2 separate regions of the Rattus norvegicus genome follow, and region 2 is linked to region 1. The links are chromatin contacts, called in public Hi-C maps. All regions are on one chromosome and are shown on one strand. The core of a region is the stretch at or near the end of the contact, and the rest is flanking DNA. Distances in the headings are between cores, read along the strand shown. Region 1 overlaps Ppp2r5e (protein phosphatase 2 regulatory subunit B', epsilon). Region 2 holds the start of Ppp2r5e (protein phosphatase 2 regulatory subunit B', epsilon).

Evidence for each region. A called contact is a pair of places that touch in the nucleus more often than the background predicts.
Region 2: a contact with region 1 is called in a Hi-C map of Schwann cells, with 1.9 times the contacts expected there. The contact joins the promoter of Ppp2r5e here to the enhancer-like site in region 1. A contact is called at or near these places in 4 of 12 Hi-C or Micro-C datasets (Schwann cells, kidney, liver and 1 more).

Annotation. Positions count from the first base shown.
Region 1 is chr6:100,003,597-100,007,135 of GRCr8, forward strand. The region is part of intron 2 of Ppp2r5e (protein phosphatase 2 regulatory subunit B', epsilon); the gene reads right to left. Among named protein-coding and RNA genes, the nearest start is that of Ppp2r5e, 48 kb to the right of the region's middle. Within about 2 kb of position 1,690, at least 10 of the 93 cell types and tissues checked have an H3K27ac peak or open chromatin away from gene starts, as enhancers often do. A contact at or near this core is called in Schwann cells, where this site is marked.
Region 2 is chr6:100,051,901-100,055,474 of GRCr8, forward strand. It overlaps Ppp2r5e (protein phosphatase 2 regulatory subunit B', epsilon), which reads right to left and starts at 1,673. Exons shown (of 12, transcript NM_001106740.1): 1 at 1,146-1,673.

The DNA of each region.
Region 1 (3,539 bases), core at 440-2,939:
CTCAGATAGGAATAAATATCTGCACACAACACTAATAACTGCTTTTTAAAGATTTTTTTTTCACAACAGAAATTAGATGTCACTTTCTAACCTTTCACTCAACCCTCATATCTGAACCGGCTGGAGAGATCAGGTGAAAACATGCTCAGACTCCTGCAAACAATCAAGCTGCTCCCTGATCTTGGTCAACACATACACAAACCCCAAATCACTTTTCTAGAAATTTATCCTACAGCTTTTTCACCTATGCATACACTGAAATACATACCAAACCATTCCTCCCGATGTTCTTTACAACAGAAACGAATTAGAAATAACCAAATGGTTTTCGGTATGTTCCCACACAGAAGAGCTGCATAGCCACTTACCAAGAAAAAGACTAACCTTTCAGTAGGATTAAAATATCCCCTAGAAGTATTTATAGTGAGTATACGACTACCATCTTATTTTTATAAAATATAAACATAAATATACATATATATGGACAAAGAAAAATCCTAAAATAGATATCAATTTATTGTTGTTTGAACAAGCATATGTTTAAGCCATTTGTTTTTTCTAAGACCAAACTTTAAATTTCAAACTATCTTCACTGTTCAAATTTGTCTCAAACTTCCATTGGTTTTTGTTATACCAAGCACTGGGATGTGGTATCACTAATTATCCATCATCAATATGATGACAGTGCTGGGCTCCCAAAAGAAAGCCTCCTTCAGTGCAATTAGATATACTGAGTCAATCTCCAAGAATCGAGCCCTTCCTAGCTGGTCTCTTAATCTTAAGCAACCATCAGCTCACAATACATACAGAACTTGGGCCTGGCTACATAGCTGGGCAGAGGCCAGCTTGGGCTGCCTGAGAACTGGGCTTTATAAAATGGAACCTAGGTGAGGATGCAGCTCAGTGGTGGAGAGTGGGCACCACATGCATTGACCTTAGACTCATTCCCCAGCATATGTGAGGAGGAAGAGACTAAATTAGTAGAATGTCTGTATTTAATAAATGTTTAATAAATGATTTATTCTTTAAATTAATAGAATCTCTGCATATGAACTTAGATTTACATGATTCCTTTTTTCTCAATTTATTGACCAAAAGCATCAAAATTGATTGATAAATCTCCTCTTCTCCCACTTAAATCTTGAAAGAATAATCAAAGTCAAATGTCCAAAAGACTGACAAACCTGACAGCAAAAATGTAAGTCTCATCTAGATCTGAAATAACTGTTTTATCATGGCACACAGTAGAAACAGTATTCCAAGGGGTTGTTCTGGTTTTAAAATACACACTTCAAAACAAAATGTCAAGCACTCACCATAATAGCTGCGGCCTTTTAAACTGCCCAGCACCCCCTCCCTTGCCCCAACTCTAGCCAGTTTAACTGCTTCTAAGTGGAACATTCTAAGCTGCTAACAATAAACTAATCACTCTCCCTCCTGCTTGTTTTGCTGGTTTTCCATGACACTTTGACCTTTATTCGGCTGCTATCATCACAACATACAATGCCCATCTGACACCATTTCAAGGCATTTTATAGAGACACATAAATATGAACGTCTTCCTTTTCCATTGAAATAGTGAGACAAAGGAACTCTGAATACCTCAGTCACTCAGCCCTGGCTCCAGGCTGGCTCCAAGAGACTTTATAAACCGGTGCCCCACAGCACCACAGGCAGCTTCTCTTCCTTGACTCAGCACTCTCTCTGGAGTGGGCACACACACCCAGAAGGAGCAAACAATCACAGTGGCATACACTAGGAACCCCAGCACTTGGAAGGCAGAGGCAAGAGATCAGAAATTCAAAGCCAGACTGGACCACAGGAAATTTTCTCTAAATAAAAGCAAGCAATAAATAAATAAATTAAATAAATGCATGTCCTTCTGAGACCGGCTTAAACAGTGATGTCATACATAAACTTATGTAGGTATATATGACATAAAAGTAAAATCTGTCTAAGGGAATGATAGAGGCTAACGGAATGGAAAGGGGAAGAGGGACCAGGGAATATGACCACATGTATTTCAGGCACCTATGAAACCATCTGTATGGAACCCAGAGCCCACACCAACATTAAAACAGAAACAAAAGCAAAGTGCCTAAAGAATGCTGTGTACGTAACTTCCATATAACACATCTGCTCAGTTTGCTAGGAGACTGTAATGGTAAGCCAAAGATCAAGGCAAGCCGTCACAGGCCACAGCCCTCACTCGGCCAGCCACAGTCAGGTGCTGCTCAATACCTCCTTTGACATAAGCACTAGCAAACGTTATTTTCCTCTTTACTTAGACGATGACATATTTGTTGTTTGGCAAAGTTTTGAGCAACTACTGACTCTGCCAACTTAGTAAGCAAAACTAACCACCCTATCAGAAAGAAAGCTACAATCATTTCTCTCTAACAGCATTTTTTTTATTCATTTATTATATATAAGTACACTGTAGCTGTCTTCAGATACACCAGAAGAGAGAATCGGATCTCTTTACAGATGGTTGTGAGCCACCATGTGGTTGCTGGGAATTGAGCTCATGACCTCTGGAAGAGCAGTCGGATGCTCTTAACCACTGAGCCATCTCTCCAGCCCTCTAACAGCATTTTTAAGTAGGATGAAAGGACTTGCTGTGGTTCGATGGGATGACTCCCCAAACACACAAAGTCTTGGACATTTGAAAACTTTGTTGGTGGTTGCTTGGGAAGGATCCAGAGATGTGACCTTGTTAGAGAAGGTGACACTGGGGGCCGTCTTAAGGTTTCAAAAGCCTCTTTCCATCCCCAGGACATTCTCCAGGCTTCCTCTGCATGGCTTGGGATGTGAGCTGATCCCCACTATGACAGTGATGGATTCTTATCTCTCTGGAACTGTCAGGCCCAAATGAACCGTAAGGTCCTCTACAAGTTGCCTTAGTCAAGCCTTGTGTTTTATCACAGAAACAAAAAAAGGAACCAATATAGGACTCAAGCTTTTTCCCATGATTTTTGTTGTATCTTAACTCTTACAGCAGGCTACATCCTGAGAAAAAGCAAAGGTTGCTTAAGCTCTCTAAACGCTGCTTCCAGCAGAACAACACATGGATGCACACTTGGAGACAAAGATATGAAGCCAGGGGACCCTTCACCATTTCTCTGATTTCCTGCTGTGTTTTTAGAAAAGGAAGTTTCTTGAGCTTTCCAAATGTGAACCTTGAGAAGATTTTAGAAGACCCTTAGAACCTTAGATTGTAAACATCTTGTAAGTTTTAAGAGTTTTATAAACATAGAAATGTTTTAAAATAAATCTTCATTAATCCCAAGTCACTATATACATTTAAAGAAAGCTAATACATTCACACTTGACATCTGTCATTTATTTAGTCTGTAATTTAAGGATATGTTTTGGATGGATGATGGACCCTTATAAAAATGTCCTATATCTCTCCAGTTTTTATGGCCCATAATTGACTAGAATGTCACAATATAAGATAGAAAACCACCTAGTTACAAGTAAAATCTCTTAAAATATTTGCAATCTTAAGGGAAATTTTATTGTGTCAATCGCAAAAA
Region 2 (3,574 bases), core at 423-2,922, 48 kb after region 1:
CAAACTAAACAGATGCCAGTACCATTCCGGCGCTACTGAGGCTCCATGCAAGATTAATGGTAGACGGGATCAACAGAATGCATACGACGCAGAGCTCAGCTCGGACTCGGTTACTCAAGTGTCATACCAACACCTAAGACAAGTGCTTTTTTTTTAAACTTCCAGAGTAAGATACACCTCCCCACTGTGTAAGGCTAACAGTCATCTAGATTACCTGGATTCAATTAAAATAACATAAACATGGAAGAGGGGTGGACAATATTAAGGTTTAGTTTGGAATTCTGAGGACTTCTTGGTTCTTTCATTAGAAAGTTATTGTTTACTTTTAACTCTAATTTGGCTTTAAATATAATGAGACATATAAAAAACGGAGTACTAAATTATAAATATTATCGAAAATATCAGACCTCAGCAAGCAGTTCCACATCACACTGGTACGTTGTAAATTTAGGGACGAATATTGCAAGCTCATCTGGGAATTATTTAGGTTTCATGCTAACCCTAGCAACACAGATTTCCGTAAGCCTCGTTCCCCCACCATTCATTCTTGTCTCTATTTCTCTTCTCTCATCTCTAACGAGGATCTATAGGTAGCTTTCTTTTCCGTCATTTGCCTCTTATGCGCGCAGCTCTGATATAAATGTCAAGGTTCTCAACTCTAAAGCATTGCAGAACTGATAACAGCGGGGTCCCTGCAAAGCCCAGGGAAACAGGTTTCACCTGGGCCACTGCGCCCAAAGCTTTAGCATTCTGCAAAGAGCAGGCAACTGGGGCTTTTCCAAGGGAAAGGTATGAAATCAGGGAAGTGGCCTGTTTGTCCGCAGGTATGTTCACATAAACCCCAAGCCCTGGAGAAGCTGCGCGGCCACAGAATCTTCCTCCCTGCTCCCCCGCCCCCGCCAATGGGGGGGGGGGGGGACAAGAAGACGCCTCAAAAGCGGGAGGGGAAGGGGCTAGTGAGGCCGAGTAGAAGAGAGGTGCGGGCCTCCAAAGCCTCTGCAGGTAGATCAGACAAGTGGGCCGGGCGCTTGCTCCCGCTCACCCCACCCCGCCGCACCCCTCGGCCGCCCGGGCACGGCCTTCCCGAGCCCGCCGCTCCGCAGGTTCCCCGGGAGGCAAGCCGCGGGACCCGAAGCTGAAGTTACCTTGAAGCTCCTGGGGAAGAATCGGAAGATGATCTGTGGCTGCGCGGAGTGGGCTGCGAGCTAGGGGCCGCGGCGGGGGCGGGCGGCGGCCCGGGACGCACAGGGGGAGGTCCGGGCAGCAGCGGAGAGCCCCGGGCTACTACGGCCGTCCGGGGCGACGTCCCTCCGGTTCCGCGGTAGCGGCAGTGTTTCTAGGCCTCTCGGCTGGCCCCGAACCTCAGCGCTCCGGCAGTGGCAGCGGCGGCCTCACGAGCCTCCTCCGCGGGCCCGTCCCATCAAATCGGCACCGACCCGGTTGCGGCTCCGCCGGCGGCTCTTCGTTCACATTCCCGGCGGGCGGCGCCTCTGCTCGTTGCACCGGACCCGGCGGCGGCGGCGGCGGCGGCGGCGACGCGGGGAGGGGGAGGAGGGAGGAAGCCTGGGTTTGCAGCGGCAGCAAGCACAGGAGTCGGGAGGAAGAGTTGGAGCCGCCTGAGCCGCCGCTGCCAGAGCCGCCGTTCGCTACCCGCGCAGGGTCCCCGTCAATGCCCCTTTCTCTCTCCTATTGTCAATATCACCGGGCGGCTGAGTCCATGGCACAGGCGCAACCGAACCTCCTGGCTAGCAGAGCCCGCCTCCGACGCCCGCCCACTGGAGACTTCAAACGGGAAGCGAGACTTCATTGGCCTCCGCGCGCCTTCACTCCCAGGCTAGCATGTTCGGCTGAGAGCTGGTCCGGGATTGGCGGCGCGGGGGGGCGGAGAAACTGGAGGGTGTGAAGAGACAGGGCCCTCGATTGGGCGAGGCGCGGGGGACCCGGATGCTGCCGCCAGCTCGGGCGACCCGGCCGCCGCTTCCGCCAGGGTGCCTGAAGTGGGGAACTGCGGCGACTGCTAGGCCTGAGGGGAAAGCGGCGGGTACGTCGGAAACTGGAGCTTCCGCCTGGCGGGACCCTGTGGACGGCGAGCGTCTTCACCCGCGATTCCGAAGGCCACAGTGCGGCAATCCGGGTGCCGCACGCTTCAGCCCGCAGAGACCCACTGAGCACGGAGCCCACGGTCTCCTGTGCCCTGTGTAAACGCGGCCCTGGAAGCCAGCCGAAAAACCCCCCAGTGGCCTTCGCTCAACGGGTGAGAGGCCTGGCTACGGGTTGGACTCTCACCCTGTCACCCCAAAAGTCAGTTTTGAGTATCAGCTCCGCGATGCCCCAGCCAGTCTCGGTAGGGCCCCGCGCTCCCGTAGTTTATGCAGGTGGCAACTCTGCAGTCTCCCATTCCGAATACCCGCATTCGCCCTTTAAGGACTCCGAAATACCCGGCCTCCAACTTGACAGATTTTAATGGACAGTTTCGAGTCTTGAGTTTAAACAGACTTACCTCTATCTAGAACGAGTACTAAAATACATATATGTTTTTGCATCATTAGCGCTAGGCCAAATGGTACATTTCCAAAGAATATTCGTAGACTATCGATTTGGATGCAGGCTACATAATAATTGAAAAAAAATTCTTCATATCAGCTACAAGGATCAAACACCAGTTGCTCAAAATTTGGAAATCTGGGAGGGGAAATACAGAAGAAATAATACTCATAATCCATAAACCAAAGATAACCACTGTCGTTTTGATGTAGTTTTAGTATTGTATTTCTATATATGTATATTCACACGTATGTATACACATATATACATACATTATATACACACGTGTGTGTATGTATATGCATATTCTTTTTCATATTCAAATGCTTCATCCCATAGCTTAGTTTTTCCTCTCAGTATGTCATGTGTTCTGTACAGTTACGGAATAAACATTTATAAAGCTCTCTGGACCATGCCCATAAGTGATAATAATGCATTTGCGTTTCTGGTTTGTTGCAAATTTCTATCCAGTTGGGTAGAAAAATAACTCTGTGCTATGAAAGAGAATGTTTGCCCTGCACTGAAATGGGAAAGGTGGCTTAAATGAAAGCAGGCTCCCCCTATTGACTCCAGAAGACTAGCTGCTGGCTGACTGGCTGAGCATCCATCTTTAATGAAGTTCATTACTCCGTGCTGCATAATTATATGGAATTCCAGTCTAGTTCCTGCCTTCAAGTAACTCATATTCCAGTCTTTAGAAACGTTTAATATCCTAGCCAAGCAGAGCCTGTTTCTTCAATGTCTGATTGGTAAATGCAAAATTAAAACCAAGGAAGATTTTGAAGCCAACTCAATTTCCCTTGGCAACAGTTGAACCGTTAAAAAGTAGTGCACGTTTGAAATGCTCACAGCTGTTGCTTAGAACATTTCACATTTTGTAGAGTGAGGATTTTGCTTGCAAATTATGGATGACTATAAAGACAATTCATTTCAAAGTCATTTCATTTTCTATAAAATAGCTGAGCAACCGAAATGAGCAGGTCTTTTTTTAATATGGAAGAATCCTTGCCTGTGTGAGATTTGTTCGCTG